Linked DNA regions of Gossypium hirsutum: regions 2, 3 and 4 are each linked to region 1. Evidence: chromatin contacts called from public Hi-C data. All regions are on one chromosome and are shown on one strand. The core of a region is the stretch at or near the end of the contact, and the rest is flanking DNA. Distances in the headings are between cores, read along the strand shown. Region 1 holds the start of LOC107902334 (cellulose synthase A catalytic subunit 2 [UDP-forming]-like). Region 2 holds the start of LOC107890843 (RNA-binding protein 39). Region 3 overlaps LOC107890885 (a long non-coding RNA gene). Region 4 holds the start of LOC107890797 (exosome complex component RRP4 homolog).

What was found. A called contact is a pair of places that touch in the nucleus more often than the background predicts.
Region 2: a Hi-C map of leaf shows a contact between it and region 1, with 2.1 times the contacts expected there. The contact joins the promoter of LOC107890843 here to the promoter of LOC107902334 in region 1. A contact is called at or near these places in 5 of 34 Hi-C or Micro-C datasets (callus and leaf).
Region 3: a contact with region 1 is called in a Hi-C map of leaf, with 1.6 times the contacts expected there. The contact joins the enhancer-like site here to the promoter of LOC107902334 in region 1. A contact is called at or near these places in 2 of 34 Hi-C or Micro-C datasets (both in leaf).
Region 4: a Hi-C map of leaf shows a contact between it and region 1, with 1.6 times the contacts expected there. The contact joins the promoter of LOC107890797 here to the promoter of LOC107902334 in region 1. A contact is called at or near these places in 11 of 34 Hi-C or Micro-C datasets (anther, callus, hypocotyl and 2 more).

Annotation. Positions count from the first base shown.
Region 1 is chrA11:70,018,643-70,026,408 of Gossypium_hirsutum_v2.1, reverse strand. It overlaps LOC107902334 (cellulose synthase A catalytic subunit 2 [UDP-forming]-like), which reads right to left and starts at 4,448. Exons shown (of 14, transcript NM_001326920.2): 1 at 3,926-4,448; 2 at 2,600-2,795; 3 at 2,290-2,516; 4 at 2,053-2,155; 5 at 1,791-1,971; 6 at 1,360-1,626; 7 at 870-1,215; 8 at 563-700; 9 at 1-35. The coding sequence starts at 4,006.
Region 2 is chrA11:69,177,056-69,184,821 of Gossypium_hirsutum_v2.1, reverse strand. It overlaps LOC107890843 (RNA-binding protein 39), which reads left to right and starts at 4,723. Exons shown (of 15, transcript XR_005905265.1): 1 at 4,723-5,806; 2 at 6,273-6,351; 3 at 6,490-6,546; 4 at 7,657-7,712. It overlaps LOC107890874 (a long non-coding RNA gene), which reads left to right. Exons shown (of 3, transcript XR_005905273.1): 1 at 1-32; 2 at 122-173; 3 at 299-513.
Region 3 is chrA11:69,193,992-69,201,757 of Gossypium_hirsutum_v2.1, reverse strand. LOC107890885 (a long non-coding RNA gene) reads left to right here. Exons shown (of 2, transcript XR_001682078.2): 2 at 1,739-1,907. Among protein-coding and RNA genes, the nearest start is that of LOC107890885, 4.7 kb to the left of the region's middle. Within about 2 kb of position 3,232, at least 7 of the 9 cell types and tissues checked have an H3K27ac peak or open chromatin away from gene starts, as enhancers often do. A contact at or near this core is called in leaf, where this site is marked.
Region 4 is chrA11:69,341,860-69,349,625 of Gossypium_hirsutum_v2.1, reverse strand. It overlaps LOC107890797 (exosome complex component RRP4 homolog), which reads left to right and starts at 3,134. Exons shown (of 7, transcript XM_016815361.2): 1 at 3,134-3,701; 2 at 3,785-3,886; 3 at 3,976-4,021; 4 at 4,159-4,248; 5 at 4,763-4,828; 6 at 4,957-5,025; 7 at 5,121-5,712. The coding sequence starts at 3,418. The coding sequence ends at 5,558. LOC107890802 (protein S-acyltransferase 8) reads left to right here. Exons shown (of 5, transcript XM_016815377.2): 5 at 332-881. The coding sequence ends at 616.

The DNA of each region.
Region 1 (7,766 bases), core at 3,199-5,698:
TCCACATCGCGCACACCACTATGACCTAGGAAAACCTGTCAGGAAACTAATTTAGTCAAGTGCTGAAAATAAGAACATCAATGAACTTATGAGATATAATAGTACCGCTAAATCCAAATAGCAAGGTTCAAGGAGCTCAAAGTCCATACAAATGCTGTCTCAGGATTACAGTATATCAAACAAATAATCTATCTCAAAACTAAACATTCTAAAATACTCAATAAAAATGAGGTAGGATTAGCAAACAGCCATGCTGTAGGAGGCACCAAAAATTAATCTAGTCTTAAATCATGAACAACTATCACAAATAAAATAAATAAACCTATTTTCCCAACCAATTATTGATGAGCAAGTCTCTCCCACATGCATGGCCACAAGAAACAAATCAAATAAATAGTTAAGGTAACAAAGAATGATGCATTTTGTCAAGAAATGTGTCTATCCTAAAGGTGGTGTTTTCTCTACAGTAAAGTTCCTCCATAATGCTTCAATTGCTCTCCATAACAAACACTTCAAAATAAAATAATAATAATAAGGCAAGTCAGATGCAACACTATCTCACCTGAATCATGCCAGGATGGTCACGAACACAGTTTCCAGGCCATGGAGTTCCATCCTGCATTGTCCAACCATCCTCGGGAACCTTCTGTGCTGCGGATACCAGTCCATTTATTCTAACTTTAAATTCTTCATATTCTCTCTGTCCAATCAAACAATGTATTCAAATAAATTAATCATTGTTATCAAAAGAAAAAATCACAATTCCTAAATTCAACCTCAGATTGATTAGAAATTGCAAGGATTTTTAGAACTTTAAATAAAATAACTTAAATAGAATACATCTTAAAATGCATTACAAGAAATCATACCTTCATTGCTCGCCTTTCCCTGACAAAAGCTGGATGAACCTTGTTTTTTAGGTAGTCTATCTTTTGAGAAAAATACCACTCTGGAGCACGGGGCTCAATATTGAACTTTTTACAGAAAGGAACCCATTTCCTAGCAAATTCAGATGTCTCAGAGAGAGCTTCAAATGTGAGCATGGCAGCACCATCATCTGATACATAGCATGCGACTTTATCGACAGGATAATCAACAGCAAGGATGGACAAAACTGTATTTGCAGTGATTAGTGGAGGTTCTTTCATTGGATCCACTGTACTCACAAAAACGTCAATACTAGCTAATTCTGATAATTTCCCTTCTTTCTCATACCTGAGCATAAAGGTCAAATTAGCAAGTGGCACCATATTCATAATAGCATGAAGGAACATTAAGCATGGAGGCAGAAATCTGAATTCATGACAAATATTCATATAGAAACATAAAACATAGTAAGTTGCGGGCACTACTACAAACCTCAGAGACAGCCGATCAAGGTATGTTTCACGCTCTATAGGGTACCATTTCGGGAATTGATCCAGAATCCACGAAACAGCAAACCATATTTCACATATTACAGATGTCAACCACAAGCCATAAGCATCCCTAACTGGATGCAGAAGTCGATAGTGAAAAAAGAGGCCAAGAATTGCAAGACGGATTATGATAATCATTCTGTAAGGATTTATCTTGCTTGAAGGAATGGGTAGCTTCCTTGAAAGTGGTTGCCTGCCTTCATCCATCCTGAAAACAAAAACAATTTTTTTTAAATAATAATAGAACAATAATAGATACAAGCAAAATGTACAATTCGGCAGAATTTTGGAAACAAATCTGCCTAAAAGGCTGTCAGTGATTACAAACAGTAGTAACAAAAATCAAATCATATGCTTTAAACAATCACTTACATTGGCAAATCAGCATCATCCAGCTCCTCTCCATTTCCACCATCATTCCCCCCTTTGTGCTTAACCACCTGAAGTTTTTCATTCTGCCATTTCTTCCACTCCTCCATCCGATCCTTCCATGCAACACTTCCATAACCATATACTGCTATATCTTTCTTAGGAACCATTGGTCTTGGTTGCACTGCAGCAGTGGAAACAGTAAGGTCCAAGACTGGAGAGAATTAATTCACATTTGGTAACAAGCAGAAGGATAATGACTTACAAGGTACAGCTGGATCAGTATAAGGCATTGGATGAACTCTATTTCCATGACCCATAAATGGGGGTACAATGAGAGCATGATGATCAGCAGAAATCTCCGAATGCTAAAACAATAAAAATATTGTTATAATGCAACTACTGTTTGTGTAGAGCAGTGTAAGAACTAAGAACACAGAGCATCCATAATTTGGAACTCTTACATATAAATATAAACAGGGAGAAGAGAACGGAGACTCACCTCCTCACCATAGGTCAAGAGAGGAATTTGGGAGCTAGGAGGAAAAGAATCTATTTCTGAATGTGCAGGCAATCCAGAGCCATTAGGGTGGAAACCACGGCCAGTGTTAAGGTGCCCACCGAGCATAGCCTCAGCAACTTGTTGAGGATCCAAAGCATCATAGTCGAACTCATTGTCCAGGTCATCTATGTCATCTTCTTCCTCATCACCTTCAACCCTAGGACTGCCTGCAGCTCACATCACTAGTTAGGGACACTCATAAGTCATTTGGAATGCCAATGTAGCTCATACATTGCAATAACACTTTCACCTTTGATTCGTTTATATCTGGTTTTGCACTGCGGGCAAGCTTGGTTTCCTTCTCTTCTCTCATACTCATAGCAGGGTCTGCACACAGGGAAAGCACATTCGTTGCAGGCAACAAAGGGCTCCCCATCCACTGTAATCTCAATCTCATCCCCACAGATCTGACACGTTTGCCCACTCAATTCTTTCACAGACTTTATCTGATAAGAACAACAACCACAAAGAGTGTACCATCAGTACCTGATTATGAAATGCCAGAACAACAAATCCAGTGCAAACTAAAGCAGTGGTGAAAGTTCTATTTGCACAGTCCTGAAGGAGAACAATTCTCACAGAATTTAACAAATGCCTAAATGTACTAGAAGCTAACCCAGTAATTACATCAAACCTTGACCAGTTACCAATTAGAACTACCAACATTTTCATTTCAACTTAATATGTTTTGATGAAGGCAATATTTTGCAAACAAAAATAGAATTGCAGACATAAGGAATTTATTTTCTTCACATCTTAGTTAATTTTTTTCTGGTTATCAACACAGTGGTTCACAAAAACAGCTTCCGTTCTTATTTCCTCCTTTGTGAGAGCATTGCAACTTGCAAGTTCAAATAGCTTATTAAATCATAAATACATAAGGAACTGAACGCTACATTAAAAACTGTATAAGCTAATTCATTGAAGATTTAAATCAATATTGCCAAAAAAAAAAAAGCAGAGCTTAGTTCAGCATTATGACAAAATTCAAATCATCCATGTCTTAAGTTCCAAAAGATTTGGAAGAGTTCAACAATTTAACGAGACCAATATGTACGGCAGAATCAGAATCATATGCTTTCTTCCAGTTTGTGCCAAATTCCCAGAATCTAAAATGAAGGAACAGCAAATCTTAAATGCAAGAAAGAAATCTGAACCAGACCTAAAAACATCACAAATCATATAGTTAACAACCAAAAAAAACGAACTTCACCTAAAACGAAATGTAATGGAAACGCCTATTAACCAAGCAACACTAAGACAACTCTATTTTTATACTCCCATGACGAAAAACCCAAAACCCCAAAGAAACTCAAATGATTCAGGGGTTTAAGGCTCAAAATGGAACAAAAAGGTATAAAATTTTGTAAATCTGGCCTAAAAAACAAGTTACATTTCTAGTGAAATCCTGATCAGAGAAATGAAATTACTCGCAATTTCGTGCAATACACAGAAAGAAATACGAAAACCCATGAAACAGCAAAATTAGCAAGTGAGTATTCCTCAAATAACAAAAAAGAAGTAAAAAAAAAAACAGAAGCTCTTTTTTTTTTAGATTTCGTTACAAGTATCTTACTCTTGCATTTTCATCTGCGTTTATCAAAACAAATTCATTTCTGTTGTGAGAACCAGCAATGAGTCGGCCTCCAGTGTCCATAGCCGATTATAGCAATAAGAAACAATCCAACTCTGAAAACCCTCGGTCTCTTCTTCAGTACTGAATGAGGTCAAGTCTCAGTACCACCAATTTCCTCGAAAAGATCCAAAATTGGTCCTTTCACTTCCCATAACAAGAAAGAGTAATCGCAGCTCCACCACAAAAGTGTACCCTCCGGTGGTATTATAATAATGTAATAAGATAATCGAAAAGGGGGAAAAGGAACAAACAAAGGGAAATGGGTTTTGGATTGAGAAGCAAGCCAAGTCTGCTTGGAAACCTGGCTGGTTCGGTCGCAATTTCAGAGAAAGAGAATAAAAGAAAAATGGAAAGTTTTAGAGAGAGAAAGTAGTGATGAAAGTGTTGAAAATGAGGACGCGTAACGAAGGAGAAGATAACAAGTAGAAGAGGAAGCACTTCTAATAGATAGAGAAAAATAATAAACCCAAAAAGAAAAAAAAGAAAAAAGGACTGTTGAGTGTTGTTGGCTATGGGGAAAGAATTTAGATCTGGAAGCCGGGGTCTCAGTGTTTTTTTTTTTTTGAACCTTTCTGTCTTGAGTTTTTTCTTTTCCTGAGATTTTCTCTCTTCTTTTTTTTTTAAGAATATTTTGGATTTTCTTAATCAATTATTTGATAAAAATTAATTTATTTGTTTAGTAATTATTATTTCCAAAAGAATAATATTTTTTTTAGAAAAACCAAAGAACATTTTTTATTTTTATTTATTAATGGTATTCCATTCTTTATTTCTAAAAAATTAATCCAGAGGTTGACCTCTTAAATTTTTCAAAAATAAAAATTATTTAGTAAATATTTGAATATTTCGTTACTTAAGTTGTTCCTTCTATATTAATACAATTTGTTTGGGTTGATTTGATATTAATCGTCAATCCGATGTTAACATTTAGTAATCTTTTAACTGACATATAGCAGACATAAATTAAAAAAATTAAAAAATTTTAAATAATTTAAATAGTTGTCAGGTTAATTAAAAATTAAAATATATAAATTAATAACAATATTTGTTTTTACATTAAGAACAAACCTAAATAAATGGTTGTCCAGATACACTTAAATCTAAATATAATTTTAGTAAAATTATATTTTTTTTATAAAATATCAATTTTTAAGTTATTATTTAAAATATATATATAATGTAAATTTATAAGAAAAATATAAAATATATACCATTAAAAATATATAAAAAGCTTATAATATTTTGAAAAATATATAAAAATACAATATATAATATGCAAATAAAAAAATTAAGATTTTATAAATATATATATATATATATATATATAAAAGAACTAAAAAGAACATCTAGCATGAATTTGGTTAAACAGTTATTCATATGCATTTAAATTAGACATGCATTTAAATTAGACAACCATTTGTCTAACTTATTTTTTATGTAAATTTTTTTATATCTATTATTAATTTATATATTTTACTTTTATATATTTTTAATTTCAAAATAATTATAAACAAATATTTTATAAAAAATTAAAAACATATAAACTTACTAAAAGCACATCAAAATGAACTTAGACAAATAATTGTCTAAATTCAAATGTACTTAGACAACCATTTGTTTAGGTTCATTTCTAATGAGAAAAAAATTTTATTTTTATTAATTTATATATTTTTAAAGTTTTTTTTTAAATTATGTTCATCATGTGTCATACTGATAGGTTGTCATGTGTCACCATCAGATTTGTCATCAGTGTCACATCCACACAAACTTACAGTGTTAATGCGAAGATATCAATTTCAGTGATGAAATACAAGTTTAGGTACCAACTAGATAAAAAAACTCAAATACTAATTAAATACTTTTTGACAAGTTAGAGGGTAAACTACGTATTAACCCTTTTATTAATCAAAAGTTTGATCCTCTGTGCTAAAAATGATGGATACACAAACTTGAATTGATAATTAGTTTGTTGCATATAAATAATTTATGGTGTAATTAGATTAATTTCTTAATTTTAATAAAATTGATCATCAAATTTTGGTAAATTAAAATAAAAAAAATATTTTTTAAAATTTTCATAAAGTGGAGGATGAAAATTATAATTTCATGCAAAAGGAAATTGACAACAACACCGTTTGAATTGTTTTCTAAAAAAAATCAACATTTTTTAAAGTTTTCAATTTTAACAATATAAGATTTATTGTTTTTCTTTTAGGTTTAATACTTCAATGAGAGAAATCATATAATTGACACAGACAAATAGCCATGATCTTTTAAGCTTTGAAGGATATAAATTTTTGTGGGAAAAAACAAGAATTGCCTCACATAAATGCTAAAGAAAAATCAAAATTACAGCTCACAGCATTTTGAATGCTGTTGGAACATAAATGTTTCCCTGTCCTCATTAATGTCCAGAAAAGTTGAAATGGAAACACAATCAGAAATGTAAAATTAATAATAAGAGATTTGGTATTGAGATCATCTCATCTCAACTGGTCCTAAAACCACCACAATCACACCTTAGCCGACAAAACCAAAAATCTTATGTTTTAGGGGATCATAAATGTGAAATTCAAAACAAAAGTAACTTTTAGTGGGGACGCCACCCACATCAAATAATTTTCATGCTTGATTGGCTTCTACTCTGCCTTCTCACACCACATGTGCTAATATACTGTCGGTGGAGCAATTAGCCTCCTCTTTTTGTGTTGCTTTGCCATTTATTTTTATTTTGTATGGTAATTTATAAAAGCTTTAAGATGGTGTTATAAATAAATGTTTTAAAACTACGTACGTTTTAAATAATAAAAAAACAAAAGTTTGGATTCAAAATGATTTCTTTTTATGAAAATAATGCTAAATTTATATATTATTTTTACTTTTTAAAAAATATAAATTTATGTCTCTAAATTAAAAATTTTAACATAAAATATGGTATGATAATTACTCATTTTATCCCTAACAAAAAGTTTGATCTTTATTCATAGAAAGAATAGAGCATATTTTGTAACTACTTTTTTTTTTAAAGCACTCATAATAAAAAAATTTAATCACTATTTCTATTTACAAAAATAGAATACATTTCATAATCAACTTCACTCATAAAAATAAAATGCATTTCAAAATCAATTATTTATCTCTCTTAAAAACCCTCATAACAAAAAGATAAATCATCGTCATCTATAATAGATGCTTAGTTTCAACAAAAATGAAACTAATAAATTTGATTTAACCTAAAATTTAATCTTTTATGATTGTACCGTGAATATGCGTTACCTGTAAGAAAACTTCACACTAATCTATTTAAGCTTGGGGAAAAGCCAACCTTTTTTGAATGGGAGTGGTTTGTGGTGGTGTTACAACTTTAATTTCTTTTCCCCAATAGTAACATGACATTTGTAAAATTGATAGGTACAAAGCCCTTTGCTTAATGTCTTTAATCTATAATTGTAATAATAATTGGAAATTATTGCATGATCCAAAGTAAAAGAAAAAGAAAAAGTGGAAGTTTTAATTATATATAAAATAAAATAATAAAGAATAGGGGCCATGTGGTATGGTGTTAGAAACATGGCATCTGGGAATGCATGTGAAGGATGGGGTCCCCAGGAGACACTTGACCTTGTTTTTGCCCTTAATTCAAGTTTGGGTCCACACTCCACAGTGATTTCTTTTTCTATTTTCTTTTATTTGGTAAAATTTGACCTCAAAATGAAGGTACACAGCTGGCAACAGTGATTGCTTGGATGGAAAGTGGAAAAGTTGAATTGTAAACCACATA
Region 2 (7,766 bases), core at 3,474-5,973, 840 kb after region 1:
AGAACTCCTTCGCTATCTGATTTGCGGAACAGGTAAGAGTCCTTATATCCGAGAAATCCTGTTCATGGTTGTTAATCTTCTTGATAACAGATCTTGAGTCTCCCTCAACTATTATTGACAGAAAACCCAACTCTTTAGCAATTGGAGCTCGTGTATCACCGCAATTGCATAGGGTAAGTGATTTTGCAACAAGCCCCCAAAATTTCCCCACTTTCATCTCGAATTACAACCCCTGTTGCAGCCTTCTTTTGATTTAATCTAAACCCTGCATCAACGTTTATTTTGACCACCCCTGCAGGTGGCAGAGACCACCGAACTTGAATGTTGGAGACTACACCATTATTCGTATGGATCACAGAGACCAACTTCACACAATAGCTGCGAATGAAGCCAACAATCTCACCCACACTCTGGTTTGTTCCCTCATGCACCATATGATTTCGGGCAAACCATATAGCCCACATTGTAACACAAATTTCATTATGTTTTGTTATATGATGCATTTTCAGTATCCATGAAAGCTACTAATGGAAATCCATTTGAGTACTAACCATATGCAAAGGGTAACCCAAGATTACCCACACATCTTTCACTTTAGCACAAAATCTTAGCACATGGTTCATTGCCTCATGATCAACATTACACCTCGGATAGCTTGGGTTATTTGCAACTCTTCTATTGTATAGGCATGGTCTAGTGGCTACAAAACCATGAACAAATTTCCACAAAGCTATTTTGATTTTCGGGGGACATCTAGTTGCCCAAAATTTCTTGAAAACATAATGCCTAGATGATAAAAGAGTTGGCTGTTGGAGTAATAAACGATAACCACTACGAACAGAGTAGAAACCCGAGCGTTCACCGTCCCACACGAGAAATCCTCTTATGGAACAGACGGTAAAGGAATACCCTGAATGAGGATTGCATCAGCAGCTACAAAAAGCGAGTCAATCAAATCCCGTTTCCAACCCATTCCATTTGGCAAAATAAGCTTAGACACCTTCTCAATATTACCTAATCTAGAAGTTTTAACTTTTCCAGGTAAAAACCTTGGCACCCAACTGTCCTCCCAAATGTTAATGCTTTCACCTGTTCCCACATTCCATTTCAGCCCCATCTCAATTAATTTCCTGACACTCTAGATGCTCCTCCAAACGAGTGATGGTTTGGAACCTAACTGAGCATTAAAAAACCTTGTATTAGGAAAGTATTTGGCCCTTAGAATGCGCACCATCAACGACGTAGGATGCATTAAAATAAATAAATATTTAAAATAAAATACAACATTTTGAAAAAAAATCAATAAATTAAAATAAATAATTTTTAAAATATTTAATGATAATTATATACAACAATTTGAATTTGTCGCTAATACAATTTATTTTTTTTTACTTTTTACTTTTTGCTTTAATATGTGCTGATTTTTTTAATTGGTTAAATAAATCTTCTTTTTTAAAATTAGTGAAATAGATCGATTTTAGAGAAAGAGTGTGAAATCGCGTCCTACTAAGCGAGTTTTCTGTTGACATGTCAGGGAAAACATTCCCAATTGGATACGTTTTCTTTAGAAATTTTAGAAAACACTTCTAGCTGGGCACGTTTTCTTTGACATGTCAGTAGAAAATTTGTCCAATTGGATGCACTTTCATACACTCTCTCTAAAATCAACCTATTTTCTTAAATTAAAAAAAATATTTTTAACCAATTAAAAAAAACGACATATTTAAACTTATTTAACCATTCTTCTATACATTCCACCCAGAAATTTGAGAAAATAAATACAATATTGAAACAAAAAATCCCACCTAAAAACATGTCACCAAACAATTTTTTATATATTTTCTAAACAATTATTTCGTTACATATAAAAAAATGTCACTCCCAAAATTTTACAAATAATCCATTATTTTCTAAACATTTTTTTTCTAATTTTTAATCAATGTCTTAAAGGTGCTAAACATAAAAATTTCTAATTTAAAATTATTACTTAAAAACTATTTTCTCAAATAAATATGGGACTTTTTTCATAAATAAAATCATAGAATTACTTCAAAAAAATATGTTTTTTAAAGCTTGTAAAAAAGGTTTAAAACTGTTGGAAAAAATTAAAATTTATTTAAATAAAAATAATTACCAAAAATTGTTTTTTAATAAAATAATTTTTATTTATATCCAGTCATACATTTTTAAAGAAATAAATACATCAACTTATTTATATATTAGATAAATATAATTATTTTTGTATGCAATATATAAATATAAAATAGCGCTATATCAATAACTATATTAATTTGTGAGAATTGGATCAAATCAAAATTTCATGTATAAAATTACATAAAATAAAAGTTTATGTATAAATATGCATATTAAACCAAAGTTTATGTATTATTTTAAGATTTATTCCTTTTAATTATTGTTTCACTTATTATTTCTAACAATTTCTTGAATAATCAATTTGAATTTTTTCTCATATCATTCACAAAAATTATATAAAAATTAGAAAATTTTTAATACATTTTAATTGATATACACACTTAATAAGTGAATCGCACGGCTAAGAAAACTAATTACATATATGAAAGTGAATAATGACACATTAGAGTTGGAATGGATAAATGAAGTTAATCATGATTTAAACAAATACTTATATTTATATTATTAAATAATAATATTTTATTTATTATTAAATATCTATAAATTGTAATATTTATTCATAGTTAAAATATTAATATAAACATTTTTCAATATTATTTAAAAATATTATTTAAAATTTAAAAATATTATTGTTAAAATTTATTATTAAAAGTAAAGTTGTAATATTAAAGAATTTACTATATTAAATATAAATAATTAAATAAGTATGTTTGATATTATTCAACATTTTAATATTTGTCGATTGAGTGTTAACTTGATTGACATCGATATTTTTGTTAGTGCAGGAGGAAGTGAGTTTAAGTGCGCTGAAGCACATTATCTTCCTATTTAAGTGTTGGGGAAGGGCTATGGGTAGTTCTAAGTATTGTATGAAAAAAGAGCAAATATGATAAGAACATGTAATGAGATTAATATTAAAAGAAAATGATATTTGATATTAATATTTTAATATTTTTAAAAATAAAAAAATAAAAAATTATCATTAATATAATAATATTATGCTTAATTTAATTTAATTTTAAATAAAAACCCATAAATGAACACTTCTTTTAAAAAATAACTTATGTTTTTCAAAAATTAACTCAATTAAAAAAAATAAAAATAAAAAAGAGAAAGGAAAAGCTTAATTTCCATTCATTTGCAAGTAATATTTTGTTGGTCAATTTTTTTAATGAATCAAATACAATAAAATGCAAAAAAAAACATTTTATATAAGGTATTGTTTGATAAATTGAAAAATTAAATGTTGAAAAAATAAATGTTGAAAATTTGAGTGCTGAATTTAAGTTATAAAATTTGTTTAATATATTTTTAAAATTAATTACTGAATATAATTAGATTGTTTGATAAATAAATTGAAAACATTCTCCTTTCAATGATAAAGTAATTTTTATCTACTTATTATTTACCATATTTTTTTTATATTTTTTAATCATCTATCAAACTGAGGCCTAAATCAATTTATGTGAAACAATCACACTATTCTTATATAATAATAGAGTTTGAAGTTAGGGTCTGTTATTTCACTGAAAATGATTTCTGGAGAATGACTTACTTTCTTGGAAGAATTAATATTTTTTGGTTTTTGGATGAATTTGTGTAAAATATTTTCTGTTGTTTGACAGATTTATTAAAAATATTTCATAAAAATTGTTTTAAATAAAACAAACATACATTTGAGATTTTCTTGTCTTTTCATTGTTTAATTGAGTTTATTTTATATCTATAAATTTAAATTAAAAACATTTTTTAAAATTTAGGTTTATTACAACGTCATTTTTTAGTTATAAGACTATCAAGTGATTATTTTTATTTAAAAATGTGATATCAACAAAATTAACAAAAAAAAAAAGTTAACAATTGAACTTGATTTTCAAAATTGAAAAGTAGGCGGACTAAATTATTAAAAATAAAAGTACAGAGACTAAATTACAAATTTGTGAATACTATATAGACTTACGACATATTTTAACCTTTCTTCTCCAAAAAAAATATTTTTAACATATTTATAATTGTAATAAATATTTATTATTAAAATATTAGTATTAAATATTTTCAATAATATTGAATAATATTATTTAAATTTATTATTTTTAAAATTTATTATTAAAATAAAATTAAAATATTAAATAATTTATTAATAAATTATATTAATTATAAAAATAATTTATTATATAACTAAATATAAATAATTAAATATGTATGTTTAATAATATTGAAAGATATAATATTTTTATTAATATTTTTAAAAATAAAAATAAAATTTATTATCAATATAATAAAATAATAAAATATATATGTTTAATAATATTAAAAATATAATATTTTTATTAATATTTTAATAATTTTAAATATTTTTAAAAATAAAAATAAAATTTATTATCAATATAATATTATTAAGCTTAACTTAAATTAATTAAATTTTTTTATAGAAAATAACTTACGCTTTTTAAGAGGATAATTTATTTAAAAAAAACTTATTTTACATTAATTTTATTTCATTTTCTATTAATCAAATTATTTTTTTAAAAACAAATACACAAAAAGGACGAACAAATTTTCCCTAAAACACAGGCCAACCCTTATTGTCAGAAACCTATAACATACCCAATATTGTATACAACGAAGTTGGAAGCCCATAGATTCCGTACGCTTCACACACTTCACACACTTCACACATATCGTATCCGGTGAATGTGCTGTGGAAAAGGGAATCACTTGCTGTTTGTCTTTGTTTCTACTCGTTTCTTTTCTTCAATCTTTCTTCAAACTTCTTGGTAAATTCTCTCAAAGCCCACGCAATTTTATCAAATTGCACCCAAGTCCCATTCCCAGATTTCGAGGACCCAAATTAAACCAAACCCTTGCAATTGACAGCTGAACCCCAACAAAACCCTAATTTCTCAAACCATATTTCGAGGTTCCAACTTTATTACCTTCAACAAAAAGAGGTGAAATCTCGGAAGTTTTGAAACAAAATAATGGATTTCGACGAGTACGAGTATTTGGAAAAAACCGTTGAGGAGCAGGAAGATCCGAAGAAGACGAAAGACAGAGGAGGATCGGAGGATAAGAGCGAGAGAAGCTATAGGAAGAGAGATGGAGATAGAGAGGAAGAGGATGACGAGGGCAAGAGGAGCAGCAAGAAATCGAGAAGCGGCCGCGATGAGGACGACGAGGAGAGGCGAGATCGGGATAAGGACCGCCATAGAAGCAGCCGCGACAGGGATAGGGAAAGGGAGAGAGATAGAGATAAGGATTTAGAGAGGAGGGGTAGCAGAGAGAGGGAGAAGGAAAGGGAGAGAGAAAGAAGAGAAAAAGATAAGGAGAAAGAGAGGGATAGGAGAGAGAAGGAAAAGGAGAGAGAGAGAAGGGAAAGAGAGAAGGAAAAGGAGAAAGAGAGGGAGGTAGACCGGAGAGAGAGAAGCAGTAGTAGGTCGAGGAGGCACGAAAGTGATCGTGAGATTGAGAGGGAACGGGAGAGAGATAGGAGAGAGAGGAGCAGTAGTAGGTCGAGGAGGCACGAGAGTGATCGTGAGCTAGAGAGGGAGCGGGAGAGAGATAGGAGAGAGAGAAGCAGTAGTAGGTTGAGGAGACACGAGAGTGAACGCGATCAAGAGAGGGAACGTGAAATTGACATCAGAGATAGCAGGTAATTTTTTAAAAAGTACATTATATGTGCAAAATGAATTTCTGGGCACCTATGTTGAAGTATTGTAATGTTTATGCAGATGTAGAAATGACTAGATGACTGCTAAGTTCAATTAAACATGCATTTTTGCATCGTGTTTATACCATCCAATTATATTGTCTGTCATGATCTAAGCACATAAACATGGTTGAAGTGCTCACTGCTCACCCCTTAGGGATGAAGTTTATTGTTTTTTATGATGTTTCAGAATTCATTTTTTGGAGTAAATTTATATGCAAGAAATAGGGTGAGAGGATTCCTTAGTTGTATCCTTTAGAGTTATAGAACTGTAATGCCTTTTGTATGTGCATTTTTGGTAGGATGTCGATGGCAATGTCTAGTAATTTTGTGCAGATGGTTCTTTTTTCTTTTTTAGAGCATGATTTTAGTGGCATCCTGAATTATCTCATGAACATGGATGTTTCAGGAGATTTAAGGATAAGAAAGATGCAGTGGAGCCTGAGGCTGATCCTGAGAGGGACCAGAGAACTGTTTTTGCTTATCAGGTAGATAAATTGCTATTTTTGCTTTCATCTTCAAAGTATTGTATGATATAAATGTAATATTTATGTGTATCAACATGCATTTTTTTTTAAATTTCACTATTTATTAATTGTTGTTCACCTTGAATTGGTTGATGACAGATGCCTCTAAAAGCAACTGAGAGAGATGTCTATGAATTCTTCTCAAAAGCAGGCAAGGTTAGTCGGGTTTAACTTGGTTATTTTATTTCTTTGTGAAGGATGTAGTCAGTATTGTATCTACACTTTGCTCCTTGTGCTTGATAATAAAGCACCTCAATACCCTTTCAAGCGAGGTGCATTTGATCAGGCACACACTTGGTGCTTCTAGGCATACTTTTTGTTAAGGGCAATATGCATAAAAAAGCTTGCCTGGTCGAAGTTACTCTTTATTTTATTTTTCTTTTTTTCATTAGATGTTGCTTTACTGGTAAAAAGGGGATAGCATCAAACTCTCCTCTTTTTGATATTTGCCTATTCAACAGTAGGCATGGGACTGTAAAGAACCATGCATATTGACCAAAAAATACTTGCATTTTCTGCAAATAAATTTCACCATTCTTTAGAGATATTGTCATGATGATTGTATATCTTAAGCTTATCATACACACATATAAAAGCATGCACTTATACTTATACGGCACTACATAGCTTAAGTAAGCATTCTTTTTATCTTTGAGCCTTGCGCCTGAGGCAATATAAGGGTTCTAGTACCTAGATGCACCTTTCGCCCTTGACAACATTGGTTGTTCTATGAATTATCAACAACTTCTTTCAAGCATGCTAAGATTTCACATTAATTTATCTGGGAAAATGTTAATGTAATGTTTTGGAAGTTTGTGTACACTTGAAATACCATGTTTATTTCCTTTAGAATAACTCACTATTGCAATTTCTAGAATTTAGCATACTGGGAATATCATTTTGCATAATCTGCTATATTCCTTCAAATTCATTTGTCTTTATGCATTTCTGATAATAACTTTAAGTTAATGCATAAAACAATGTTTAGAATGATGTGAATGCACATTATTGAGATTCATCTGCTTCCTCTTGCAGTATATGATCCTCTGCCTTCAGTTTCGAGTAGTATTATGACTTTCTTGTGTCTCAACATTCTATATATGTGGGGTGAGTTAAAAGCACATGTTAAACGATATAATCTTGCGGACACTCCTTGATAGGTGTTTCATCAGGAAGCTTGAAAGTCTGGGATCTCCCCGCATATTTAATCTTTTAGGTTATTATTTTATGTTTGATGCCATATCTGTTTTCCTTTACTATTTTCAGGTGAGGGATGTTCGGCTGATCATGGATAGAAATTCAAGAAGATCAAAGGGGGTTGGGTAAGTGCCTTTATGTTGAGCAAATTAGACTTCCTTTTGCAGTTGTGTGAAATA
Region 3 (7,766 bases), core at 1,983-4,482, 820 kb after region 1:
GTATTGGACCACCTCTAATCCATATTTTCCTGAAATTAAAAAAAAAGAACCAATAATAAGAGACACTTTGTCCTCTCTTCTTTCACGAAGGATGTCCTGGTTTCTGCTTTGTGTTATTTGTATATGTATAGTATTAAATAAATGTCAAAATAGTATGTGTTTAAGATTTTAGCTCCTCCTTTCATAGAAAAGCGAGTTGTTAATGCTTCGTAGACATAGAGATATATTATAGATAAGCACAGGGGTCATTGTACTGGATCTTCCAAGTGAGTCTGTAAGGTATGTCAGAGTAAATTTAATAATTTCCCATATTGTTGCTTCATTAATTTGGCATATTGAACCTTTTGAACATATAGGTAGCTTCATAATATATTCAAGCAGTTTCTTTATTACTTTATACTAAATTCAATTGAATCATTATTTGGTATGAAGTGATGAAAAATCATGATTGATAAATCTGATAGTCTGAAATAGGCTCCTTGTTGCCCCCTCCTGCCTGAAAAAATGGCCCTCTGAACAGTTGTGGGATCTGCAAATTATGAGGACTTGAATTCTTGAAGACCTTTAACACTATCTTGTGCTAGATTATTATGATGGCAGTGTTAAGTTACTCTATGTAACTTATGATTTGTAGCTAAAATATTTTCTTTAATCAGTACAAAATGATGACAAACACGCAATAAGAGGGCTTGATTCGTGAAGGAAGCCAGTTTATTTTTTTGTTCAAACAGTTGAAACAAAATTCAAATATTAGTTACTCCTAATAACTATTAGAGCTTTGATGAAGTTAGCTCTTCCCTGTCAAATGCCCTTCTATTACTTTCATCATTAACGCTAAAAAATAGATGGACCAAATGTCACTTTTTTACTATCTGTACAAGCATGTATACCTCTCAAGTCCTTGCTCTTGCCACTCAACCCTACCTGTATAGCCCATTTAATAATCTACATAGCATAAGCTAAGCTGCATTTGTACTAGAACAGCTGCAAGTTTAAGCCCCATTGTTGTCTACTATCTAAATCAAATTGTTGAAATGCCTTGTACCATATTTAAGCACAATCAAGATTAAGTGATCTTCTCCTAAGCATAGAAACTAGTTCATGAAATGATTTTAAATCAAATAGAGATATACCCTATTTTGCAGTTTTCATATATAGTTCTTATAGATTGTAAATGATATTATTTTAATAGTTAAATTTTGATCTTATTTGTTTTTTTTAGTATTGCTACAACTATAAAAAATTATATATAAAAATCAAACATGATTTTAATTAAAATGTTAAAACTTAAAATCAATGGTTCATTTATTTATTTAATATAATAAGACCAAAACTTTTTTATGATGCTCTCTATTCTTGTCACCAAATTAGTTGCTGATGCTTCTTGTTTTTCTGATGAGGTTTACATCTTTTCCTCAAGAGAACTTGTTATGTTTAGTGATTAACCTGGCATTTTACATAGGTTTCACCTTTCAAAGCTCGACATAATTGTCGTGGGAAGCTTTTTATTGAGGAAAAGCCATAAATGTGACATAGCACATTCTATTTCTGTTAGTAAAATTCTTGCTTTTATCTATTGTTGCATTTGTTGGATAGTCTTGACAAAATTCTTGCTATTTCATTTACAATATGCTATTGGGAAAAGGCAAATTATAATGAAGTTATGTTTTTGGCATGATACATACCTTTTGTCGGCTATTCTACCTGTGATTAACTTGTAATCTTTCACTTGTTGCAGATCATTTTATCACAAGAGAAGAACATTTAGAGACTTTAGGAACTTGTGCGGAGCCTTCAACAGCAACTTTTGCCTATTATTTTTTGAACTCTCTATTAAATTTTGCCTAGTTTTATCTTTACTTGAATTTTTTTATTCAAATTTATTTAAAGATATTTTTTAATTAAAACATATTTTTAATATTTTATTTTAATAGTTAAAATAATAAATTAATTAATATAATTTTAAAAATTAAAGTTAACTTATATTTAATTTTCAAGTCCTTTAATTTAATAAATAAAAATTCTAATTTAATGTATTATATTTTATAAATTAAGTTATGGTTAACTTTTAAAATAAAATATTTGAAAGAATATTTTTTTTGTTAAAATTTGTTTTCAAATCATCAAAATCAATATTGGGTGGTAAATTTTAGTTAAAAAAAATTAAAGTTGGTGGAAATATTCAATAAAATTCAAATTTTAGTGGCAAAATTCAATCACATTAAGTTAATTGACAAATTTACGTATAATGACAAATGTAAATTAAAATAAAGTATTATGCTATTGTGGGATGAATAGTCACAAAATGTGCTCTATTCTCATGAATAGGGATCAAACTCCCGACCATAAGATAAAGTAGTGAATTTATTTTGTATTTTTCATTTTGTATTTTTTTGTGTTTGTAATATTTAGATTTTATAATGACATGATAGAATGTCATTACAATGTTGTAACTTTTTGATGTTATAAAATTTTAAAACATATGGATTATGACATATAAACTAATGAAATCATGTAGTTTTTTGTTAATATATGAATATTATGCTTGGATGTGAAATATAATTCTCAAGTTATTTATTATTTTTTTTAGCAATGAGTTATTTATTACTTCTAATATTTAATTATTTTTTATTGTAGAATAATTAAATTATTTATTTCAGTAATGATATTTTAGCACATTAAATATGTATTGCAGTTTAAAAATAATAAAGTAGATTATATATATTTTTATAGTATTATATATTTGGATTTTTTAATTCATATAATAATAATATTAAGAATGTTATTAAATTATATTTTTTATTAAATTATATTTAATAATAATTATGTTAAAATATGGTTAAACTATTTATTATTTTTATTAAATTATTTTTAATAATAATCTTATTAAAATTTAATAACAATAACAATAATCATCTATCTTAAAAAATTCTACTGAAGGTATTATGGTCATTTTAGTTTTTTTCCATATGCTATTACAACATCATTCCATTTAACCAAACACAAAAATACTATTACAGTTCTATTCTATTCCATTCAACTAAACAGTTAAATTACTTATTATAACTCTATTACATTACAGCTCTATTCAATTACAACCCTATTCTATTACAGTGAAACAATCGTCCGGTTAAAACTTGTTTGGTTCAATGTAATGGCATAGCTATTACAACTCAATTATATGGTCCACCACAAACCCTTGTGTGATTCAATGGAATGTGTATTACAGGCCTTGCTGTTTAGTTTTCTATTCCTGCACATCACTGCATGGAGGATTTTGTCCCACCCTCTGAATTGCCATTCAGAGCATGGTAGGAATGCTGAGAGAATACCTTTTTTTTTTTCATTTTTACCCTCATTTTTCATCGTCATCCTTTCTGCAGTTTCAACTATAGCCTCTACGTTCATTACCTTCTCCATTTATAAAGCCCTAAACACCATTGCCCCTCACCAATTTTTTCAATCTTTTCCTCGTAGGAATAGAGATTATAGAAATTTCCCAATTAAGGGCAAAATCTTTAGCAAGGAAAAAAATCCAGACTCAATTGAAGAACACATTAGCTTCTGGTTTTGATTTCAAAGCGATTCAAGACAAGGTTTCTCTTTATTTAAGACCTTGGCATCGCTCATTTCAATTCTGGGTTCGAGCAGTTGATATTTATACGGGCTTTAAGTTCCCTTCTTTATCTTCTTCTTCTTGTTGTTAATTTGATAGTTTTACATTGTTGGGTAATTGTTGAAATGATAGGTGGTTCAACTTCGAGTGAGTTTTGTGAAGGATCCACAAAAGCAATTAGCAATGTGGGATAAACAACATGAGTTTGTTTTTTTAGTTTTTTTTCTATTTTTTCTAGTTTCTTTACTGTTTGATTCTTATTGATTGATTTAGCTATTCTTAGTTCTTTAAACTACGGTCTTCGCTTTTGTGTTCTTTTAGTTCAATTAAAATGGGTTTGTTTGTTTTTACTTTTTCTATACTATTTGATTCTTATTGATTGCCCCTTTTGTTGATTTTGATGTTCTTAGCTCTTTGTAAATTACAATCTTTGTTTTTGTGTTCTTTCAGTTCAAATTTAAATGGGTTTGTCTGTTTTTACTTTTTCTTTTGTACTGTTTGATTCTTATTGATTGCTCCTTTTGTTGATTTTATTGTTCTTAGCTATTGGCAAACTGCACAACATTTGCTTTTTATGTTCTTCCAGCTCAATTAAAGGCTAAATTTTACCTGTATGTTCAAATTTATTTATGTTCCTTTTGAAATCCTGTTTTACTTATTGATATTTTCCATTCCACTTTGGTACTAAATACTTTTATTGGTAAATATACCATTTGATGTTGTTCAACTTGTTTCAGAGGAGGAGTTTGGTCGAAGCATGGGTGAAATTTTTGAGAATTTTGATGTAAATCCTCTCGGTTCAGCATCGATTGCACAGGTATTACTTTTTCATTTCTTTACCTGGTTTGAAATTTTATATGAGCATGCTAGAAAAGGTATAGGTTTATATGAGCATGCTGGGAAGGGTATAAGTTTGTATGAGCATATGCTGGGAAAGGTATAGGTTTATGTATTTAAACATATAAAATCTTTGAAGTTTGAACATTGTCATTAAACAAGCTTCATGCTTTCCAACATACATTAAGATATGGCACATTTGCTGTTTTAATGCTACCATAAATTTTAACATTTTTGCAGGATTCTCGGGTTCCGGAAATAGGATAATGCTTACAAAAACCGAATTGATATACATTAACATATGTTCGTATCTAACTTAGGTTGATCAAGCAAGATTGAGAGGTGATAAGAACGATGTTGTTGTTAAGGTAAGTTCCCTTGAAGATGATTTTAAAGCCTCATATGTCTATGCGATTTTGACCATTCAAGTTTATGGCAGGTGCAACATCCGGGAATCCAGGATCTTATGATGACTGACATTCGTAACTTGCAAGCATTTGTACTGTACATGCAAAAGGCTGATATCAAATTTGATCTTTTTTCCATTGCTAAGGAAATGGAAAAACAGGTATCTGTATTCACACTGTTGTTCCTTGCAAAACACATCTGTCCTTCTTTTATGTAATTTTCAGATTATGTAAATTGAGAGAATCGTACCACTCGGATTTGGATTTCTTTGTTCCTCTGCATGTTGTTAATTATTTATCCTTTGTGTTGTCAAAATCAGATATGAGTTTGACTTTCTAAGAGAAGCCAATACTATCTAGAGAATTTGCTGTTTCTTATACGAGAATAACAAAAAGACTCTGACTCTGGTCCTGGTTCCGACAGTGCTTCGGGGTTTGGTTACAAGGAAATTTCATTTTGTTGTAATTCTTTGTATTTTTTGTACATTTTGTCCTAGTATTATCCAAGGATATCTGAAATAGATGTTTGAAAATCCATTACATTTTGTAGTTTAGGACTTGGTGTTGTCTTTATTGGTTCGATAAACAAGCATAAATGTTGTACCGATATAGATTCACTCATTTTATCTTTTTATATTTGTGTGCTTGTCAGCGAGTTAGTAATGAGGTTTGTGATATAGATGTTTTCATTGGAAAACAATATCAACGGAGGAATAGGAATTAGAATTCTACATTTATTTAATTTCTTTTGGGATTTTTAGTTTTACTAGGTTTTTTATTTCCTTATAAACTTTAAATTAGGAATTCTATTAGGACTTTAAATTAGGAATTAGATTAGGATTTTCTTTTGTAATTAACAACCTATAAAAAGGCTGCCAATATGAAATAAAAAGGGAGTTTTTTTTATCACAAACGTTAGTTTGGGAAGAGGGTTCAGTCAAAGACGAATCTGCCTTTGAGTAACCATAGGTCGAAGCAAGGATACTTTCTCGTCTAGACCTGTGACTAGATCTTACGCCAAGGCGCATAACAACTTGGTATCGGAGCCAGCTGTCATGGGTGACGAAAAAACTTTGACAGCCAAGCTGGAGGCATTTATGGAACAAATGGCTACAAGGAAACAAGCATTGAGGAGCAGATGACGATTTTATCTCTTTCGGTCCAAAAGACAACGAAAGAGAATTTAGAAAAAAATAATGAAGAACAAGGCAGCAGTAGAGGCAAGAAAAGAAATTCAGATTCACAACACGGTGGGAGCATGGTGCCAAGATACTCCAAGATGGAATTTCCCAGTTATGATGGTGTTGGTGATCCTTTAGGATGGTTAAAAAGATGCAAAAAAATTTTTGGCAATCAGCGGACCAATGAAGAAGACAAAGTCGGCTTAGCTTCATTCCATCTCTTAGGAGAAGCACAATTGTGGTTTGATCAAATCGAGGAAGAGGAGGCAAATCTGGATTGGGAGCACTTTAGAGAGTGTTGTCATGTTAGGTTTGGGCCACCTATGAGTAATAACCCCTTGGGGGAACTTGCAAACTTGAGACAAACTGGGACGGTAGAAGAATATCAACGTCAATTTCAATCACTACTAGCTAGGACTACTGATCTTAAACCTCGACAACAAGTAAACCTTTTTCCTGCCAGATTAGTAGAGGAACTTAGAATTGATATCAAGATGCAACAACCGGGAAACCTTGGAGTTGCAATGAATATGGCTTGAGCTTTGGAACGGAAACAAAAAGTCTCTTCCAAGATGTTATCTCAAACCAATCTAAACTGGTCAGCTTCCCAAAACACTGGCAACAATTCCATTATTCCAACAACTAAGAGCTTTGCAAAGGGAGGAGGACAAACAACGAAACCAATGGGGAATAATAGCAAAATAGGTTCTTCCGCACCATTTATCAAAAGATTGACACGAGCAGAGATGGCGGAGAGAAGGGCTAAGGGATTGTGTTATAATTGTGACGAGTCTTACTCCATGGGGCACAAATGTAAAAGGCTATTTTGGATAGAAGTACCAGATATTGAAGATGAGCAAGATGATGAGGTAGATGATCTTGAAATTTCCTTACATGCCATTAGAGGAACTTGCAATTTATCTACTATGCAACTACCAGCAAAGGTGTCAAGAAAAACAGTGTTAGTTCTCGTTGATTCAGGCAGTACACAACTTTCTACGCGAAGGTCTAGTGCCAAGATTGGGACTGAAAATAAAAAAAGAAAAGGGGGTTGCAAGTATATGTGGCAAACGGAGAACGGGTTCCTAGCATTGGCATTTGTAAATCAGTACAGTTCGTTGTGGCCAATGACAACTTTCAAGCTGATTTTTATACAATACCATTAGAAGGGTTTGATATGATTTTGGGGGTTAAATGGTTGTGTACCCTTGGTCCAATTTTATGGGATTTCAGCTCCTTAATTATGCAATTTGCAGTAAACAAGAAGAAGATACTCTGGCAAGGGCAGCACCCAGAGGAAGTTCCACGACTCAGCTTGATACAGGGACAGGATTTAACTAATATAGTATTAGATAAGCTACTGGTAGAATTTGTGCATTTATTCCAAGAACCGTCTGGGATACCTCCTAACCGCAAATGTAACCATCGTATGACTCTCAAACCAGGAACGGGACCAATTGTAGTCAGGCCTTATCGATATCCACATTTTCAAAAGGATGAGATTGAGAAGCTGTGTAACCAAATGTTACAACAAGGAATCATTCGACCCAGTAGATCACCATTCTCTTCTCCAGTACTATTAGTAAAGAAGCATGACGGGTCATGGCATTTTTGCATCGATTATCGAGAGCTTAATGCTTGCACTGTTAAAGACAAATATCTGATTCCTGTCGTGGATGAATTGTTGGACGAACTTCATGGGGCAAAATATTTTACAAAATTGGA
Region 4 (7,766 bases), core at 1,885-4,384, 680 kb after region 1:
GGTTCGGCATGATGCCAAAACAGTTTCAACAAGGAGAACGGACAATAAAAAGGTGAGGGGATGGGGGAGGGGGAGGGAGATGAGAGTATGTTGACTTTTATGTTATTTAGACTTAACTTGGGAGTGAATGTCAAATATGGATGTATGTCTAATTCGAATTTTTTCATATATTTGAAGGACCATATTTTATACCTGTGTCTGAAATATTCAACATAAGTGTAAAATAAGAATATAATAAGAAAAATAAAGAGTTGGTATAACATAGATGTGAGCTACTTACTATATCTCTTTCTGTTATCAAGAGTTTCTTATACTGTATTTATTTCTTTAGACCACATATGAGACATTTCGTTACCGAGGAGTAGAAAGGCCCCAAGTATATGACCGTGGCTGCTTGAACAACTTTCGAGAAGTATTCTGCTCCAAGATAAAACCTTCAAGAAACAATTTTCACGCTTATGTACAAGAAAATGAAAGAGGGTTTACCCGGGGCATGAATTCAGAAGGTTACATAGGTAATTTAGATGGAAACCGAAGAGAAAAAGTAGAAGACGACCGAGAAATCGGTGGCGACCTTCTCAAGATATCCCAACGCCATGAAGCTGAAGATGCTTAAGAGCAACCTCAACAAGCAGCAGCAGGCCTTTACCAAATCTCTTCTAAGGCTAGCTGAGTTCCTTTGGGATGAAAAATACCTTAAATGGGTAACTTTATCTTTGCCTAGAAATCTTGAGGGCATGGATAGCTAAAGAATTTTGAAAGAAAGAAAGAAAGAAACAGCAGCATAGACTAGCACTGGTTGTTTTATCAGAGTCCATATTTGTTTATAGACAGTGCAAATCCAATTTAGTTTTATAAATATCCATCACTGAGTTATTCAATTCCCCCTTCTCAACATTGCATTATTATTATTTTTCCTATATTATGGTAGCATAATTTCCCTCATAGATACAGTTGTGAAGAGATTTTTGATTCGTTTAAAAAAAAGTTGTATAATGCTCACTCAGAACTCTATAGAGAAAAAAAACAATTACGAGCAAATTGAGTATGTGGATAAACAACTAAATATTCTATTTCTCATAAAATGATTGATTTTCATCAATCATCAATCATCAATATTATCTCTTCAATGAATATAAGATATTTAGAGAGAGTTAATTAGAAGTCTAATTATTTAGAATTGTCAATAAATAAAGAGTCTCCAAGGCATAATAAATCTTATGGACGGTAAATCAAGCCCAATAATTACTCTTAATGCCACATCCTTGCTTACTTGGGTGGCAAGGTTTCTCCATACATGTGTTTTGTCACCTTTTAATATTAAGGCTTACATATATTTTGGGTTGTTAATTAATTTCAATTAAAAAATTAAAATTAATTATATAATTAAATATTGTACACAAACCCTATTTTAATCTCGTTGAAGTTATGACAATTTTATTGCATTAAAATGCATACACAATTTTATTTACTTAATTTTATTTCTAATAATTAAATATTATAATCACTTAATTTAAATCCACTTCGAATCCATCATTTGATCTAATTAAATAAATATCCAAAGTGACTAAATTAATCCCAGATCAATCTAATCATTAACAAACAAAAAAAATGTCTATTATTTCAATGAGTAAATCTAGTGAACTAATTCTACTTGCTCAATGTGTACGGTCCCATGCAAGTGTTCATGTTAAACATAAAAAGTTGTGTTGAGTTAATAGAGAGACCGATTAGACATATATAATTATGAATTAAATAAATTGTAATTAAGTTTTGGCTCTTTGTCTATTAATTACAAAGTTATTTTGTCACACTGTCATTCCACTAAAATATTATAATTTATCTCCCCATTATATACTATTACTGTAATGCCCCCAAATTTTCTATACAAAATCTGGTATTGTTCTGAGATTATGTTTAGTGAACTTTGAGAAAATATAAAAATGAGTTAGAAAAAGAGATCATAAGGAATTAATTTGATATTGGTGATGGAAATCAATGAAGAGTTGTGAATGTGAAAATGTGATAAAATGATCAAATCATAAATTTTAAAAAGTATGGGGACCAAAATGTAATTTCACTAATTTGAGAAAATGTAAGTTAATAATAATTATTTGGAATAAAAATGACATGAAATATATATTGGTAGGATGAAGATCACATTTAGATTAAATTGGATAAGATTGAAAAGCATAGGAATTAATTTATGAATTTTCATTTTCACCATAAAAAGATAATTTATGATATAAGTAAACTAATATTGGATTATAATTGTGAACTATACTATTTAGATATGTTAAAAGTGTCATCTTTATGAGAAGGGAAAATGGATTTGAGATGGCTAGTAAAAAACTACAAGCACAAAGAAAACTATAAGGGAATCGAAGCTTATCTTCTAAAATGCTATCTGATGCTTAAATCAACAGGTATCTAAAAGAGATAAAGGGTTTGAGATATATTAGAGAATAATGATAGTGAAAGATAATACTTAGTATTTGCTAGATCTTCCTTTTTGATCAAAACTTGCGTTCATTCCTTTTGTTACTCATGAGTTACTTTCTTGCATAAGAGTATGTGATTCTGTTGATTGGTTGAGATATTCTTGGTCGATAAGATCATGTTCTAAAACCATGTGTTTACTCGTTAGGGTATTCTTATTTGGCAAGATTGTGACCATGAACTTTGTGGTGTTACCTTATTTTCTTATTTAGGTATTTATTGGATGTTTATCTTAAAACGCCAAGTATAACATTAGAGTTGTAATTGAGCTAATATCGATTCTGTTTGCTCTAATACATATTTCTTGGATTGAGGTAACAACTTTATATTAAATTTTCTACAGTTGAATTATTTGTTTAATTTAAATTTCTCAATTATTTTAAATTTAGATTAATTTGATTAGATATAAATAACTATTTAATCATTAAAAAAAGGTTTACATGAATTATAACAAATAGCCCTTTAAAATGTTTTAATATATTTTAAATAATAAAAACAGCTTTTGACTTCTAACAATTGAGTTAAGCCTTCGCTTCTGAACAAATTTATTTAAATTAGGTTTTTCTTAGTTCTAAGAATTTAGGCAAAAGAAATATCATTGTACAGAAAATCTAACTTCTTCAACCCACATTACTTTCCCCTGTTTCTTATGCATCTCTCTCTCTCTATTCTTTAAGCTAGAGGGCAGCTCATTAAAATTATGAAATAAAATAGTGGAATTATAAAATTAAAAACCAAAAAATTGAGACAAACATTTCTGACATTTTATTTATTTAAACATAATGGAAATATATATATATACACTTTTGGGTACTTTGGTCACGTAAACAAAATTACAGAAATCTTACAGAAGTACGAATAAATCAACCGGGTGGCCCAATTAAATAGCCCGTTAACAGCCCAATTAGTAATCAAAGAATGGGGGGAAATTTAATCGCGGCATTAGGGTTTAGGGTTTCTTCTTCTTCTTCTCTCCCCTTTTTTTGTTTTACAGGAGGAGTTACCCCGAAATCAAGCTTATGCCGAGTAGCCGATAACAAAGATAAAATGAGAGGATTGAAGTTACCGTTGAGCCAAACCCAAAGAGTAAGACTTCAAAGGGCATTCGAAAAGCTTCAGTCTCTATCTGCTAAGGCCAATTCCGACGCTTCCGTTACCGTCGCCGATGCTATTCCTGTCAACTACGAAGACGCTTTTCTCAAGTACTCCGCTAAACACTACAATTAAATTACTTATATAGCATGGCTAAACACTTGTTTTATGTTCTTCACTTTTTTTTCTGAAGGGGATATGGAACAACGGACCTCAACGGCGAATTGGTGGCAACTGTGTGCGGCGTTGTGGAGCGCGTCAACAAACTGGTTTACGTACGCGCCTTACGCGCTAGGTATTCTCAAACAAAATCTCTCTTCAATCCTATTATTCTTCTTTTGTTGTTTTGGAATTTATTTATTTTCGAATTATTAAATCTTCTAGGTACAAGCCAGAGGTTGGGGATGTCGTAGTGGGACGTGTAGTCGAGGTAAGGCCTAAAGTGGCTGAATAACACTTACCTTCAAAATGTGGCATTGACCCAGTATTTCCCTTTGTACCAAAAATAATTATTCTTCTTTTCTGGAACACATAAGGGACTTTGCATTTTCATTTATTCATATTCAGGTTGCTCAAAAGCGGTGGAGATTGGAAATTAATTTCAGCCAAGATGCGGTTTTAATGCTTTCTTCAATGAACATGCCTGATGGTATTCAGGTAACTTGTATATTCCTTGCAGAAATTATGGAGAATTTATAATGAAATTCGATTGAGGTTGGATGCTTGATGTGAGAGTGCAGTTCTCCTTGTATATTTTTAGACTAGCAAAGTCTTTTTAGTTGAACTTCCACCATTGGTCTGATACTGCATAGTATCCCTTGAAGCTATCCATTGAATTTTATATGAGCAACATTTATAAGTTCCTCATTTCTTGTTTGTCTTGCTTCAAAACTACCTCATATTTATGCTAGCTGCGTTTTGATGCCATATGGGGAAAATATTTATGTTTTTTCCCTATGTTATACTGACTCATTTTTCTTGAAGAGCCTGTTTTTGACATATATCTGGGCATTTATATGTAGATATGATCCTCCTAAAAGATGGAAATTTTAGAAAATTGAATATACCCATGTTGGACATTTAAGTCCGATACTCATCCCTAAGTAACATACAATTTTGCTTTTGCTCCGTTATAAATTTTCCTAATTTAAATTTCACTTTGTATTATTAGAGACGGCGAACTGCTTTGGATGAACTCAACATGCGAAGTATATTTGAAGAGAATGATATTGTCTGTGTAAGTCCAGTGACGCACTTGTTTGTGTTCTCTTTTGTAGTATTTTTATATGAACATGAACATGCTATATGACAAATAGAAGAAAATGATGAACACTTGTGTTGGAAATGACATTCTTTTTTCTTCAGGCCGAGGTTCGTAATTTCCAGCATGATGGCAGCTTACAACTCCAAGCAAGAAGCCAAAAGTATGGAAAGGTATCTATCTCGAAAGAATTTGTATATCCCTTCTGATTTGGCATGGTTTGTCGATCTTAATAATGCTATTGCTGATTGAATCGACATGTACACAGCTTGAGAAAGGCCAGTTGCTCATAATTGATCCTTACCTGGTGAGGAAAAGCAAACAGCATTTCCATCACCTTGAACAGTTTGGAATTGACTTGATACTTGGACGTAACGGATATATATGGATTGGCGAACATGTTGAAGCTAGAGACAGTATGGTAATCGATCAAGCTAAAAGTATTGAACAATCTACAGTTGTTGAAGGAATAAACCGAGCTTATACCCCGCTAGAGATGAGGCAAAACATATGCAGAATTGCAAATGCTATCCGAGTATTGACGATTTTAGGTTTCAATGTAGATTTAAATTTGATCATGGAGACAGTTGAGTTGAGTAGCTCACTTAAGATTGACATACATGACATGCTTGGTTCAGAGTTTCATGTTCTGGTTGCAGAAATGGAGGCTGAACGAAGAAGCTTGACTACAAAGCGGAAAAGATGATCTGACATTCATCTATAAATCGTGTGTGAGCTCTCTTCCAAGAAAAGATTGCTAATTTGTTGCAATGGAATGGAGAATGTTGTACCTTAATGCAAAATTCTTCCTGTTAAGAAATCATTATTATTTTTAATAGAATGTTATTGGGTTTTCATCAGCTTTATTTACTAAGCATAATTCTCTAATAAGATTTTGAGTTTTGAACTTAAAATAAAAATAAATCTTTGATGTTTTATTGCACGAAAATAAGATTAAGAACTTTTATTTCATTGTAGTTTTACTCAATTAATTTTGGTAATTGATAAATCGAGCTTAATTATCAAAATCATTGGAGTACCGTTTCTGTTTATCAATTATTGGAGCACTGTTAAATTATTATTTAGTTTATTTAAATAAACATTTTTTTATAAATTACATCAGTCAATGAAGAATATTTTAACAAAATATGATTATAACAAAATAAATGTTCTCGTCTTTTATTTCATACAATATATTTTATTATATCTCTTTGTCATTTGGACACGTGTTAGTGCTAGAAGTAGTGTTAACCTCCCTGTTCACTCCATCTGAAATTTTCTTGGTTGACCATTAGCTCTCAGCACCCTTTAGTAAAACCGACCGTTCTCTTCATAAAAGATCTAACCACTCTGCTTTTTAGGTGTGAATGCTCTTCAAGTGTAAACATGCTTTCAAGGCTATGAGGGGTGTAGCTAAGCATAATAGCCTTGTACTGATTGAATAAATAAATGAATGAGCCCTACTATGCATATTTTTTACACATTGGTTTTCTCAAGGCAATCTACCACGTCACACTAATCGACAAGAGGACCTCTCCTATAAATAGATTGACTAGCGATGAAGAAGGGATTAATTTCCAACACAAAGTTACTTTGAGCAATTATCCTCTCAATCAGTCTATCCTCTTGTCCTTGTTCCGGCTCTTGGCTTCTTTAGGTGAGCTAGCCTCCACAACTCCACCTTGATCTCCTCTTTATTTCTCTTTGTCCTCTTCCTTTATTGTACATTGTATCAACAATTGGTACGGTGATCGTGGACTGAGCAATGTCTAGAATCAGAATGATATTATTCCCAATCCCTTCAACAAAAGCAATAACAAACCCTACCAACTAATGATGACGTCAACACTGAACTCCCCTCACCCCAAATCTAGAATCCTAGCACTAAAACGACAACTCGCCCAACATTATCCCCATGGAGGCTAATGCGATCCCAACCGCATCATGTTACGACACAACTCAACGTCACCGAGATTGGCCTAAACACAAAGGGCCCAAGTGCAAAATAAAATTTAATTTCAGTTTGTTAACTTGTGTGTAGGTTTTAATTGTTCGAGATTGGGGTGGAAACCATTATTGGAATAATCGAACAATCACGGATGTCCAGCTCAAGTGTTCCATGCAACTTGAAACAAGCTCATTTAGCTCGTTTATAGCTCATCCTAGCTTATTGAGCTCCACATTATTTGTTTTTAGCTTGTGCATCAATTTGCTGGAATATCTAATTCGGTTTAGCTCAATTATAGCTTTCTTTAGTTTATGCATTTAGTTGCTGGAATAAACTTAAATAATATTTAGTTTAAGTATTAAATGAGTCTTAGTAATGTGTTCGGTTATTTTAGTTTAACTAATTAAGTTGTTATAATTGTCTTTAGTTGCTTAAATAATTAGTTTAATTATTTAAGTTGTTTTGAATTTTCTTTAGTTGCTTAAATAATTTCGGCATTTAATATGTTCCAGTCTAATTAATTTGCTATAGTCATTTAATTTGCTTAATTGTGTTTATAGGTGAATTAATCATTTGAACCAGCTGTTACATGGATCGGCATTAAAGAAAGAAATAACTTCAGCTGTTATAAAGATGAATTGAAGGCAAGCAGTTGAATTTAATGGACAAGGACTTAAAGGAGTTATTTACACAAGCCAATCAGTTTCCAAATGTTTTTCTCATAATGGTGGTTGTTCATCTAAACCTTTGGTTGGTTATATTAGGTATTTACACAAAGAGGGCCGTTCGTATGCCAAATGATACTCAATTTTTGAATGGTGTCCATTCGGCTGCCCAAATGGGAATTAAAGGGCTGTTATGATATCAAGCATTGAACTAAATTTATTCAGCTCATTAGAGCTCATTATTAGCTGATTTGGAAGATTAAACAAGCTGACCATTGCCGTTACATATGTTAGAGTTCAT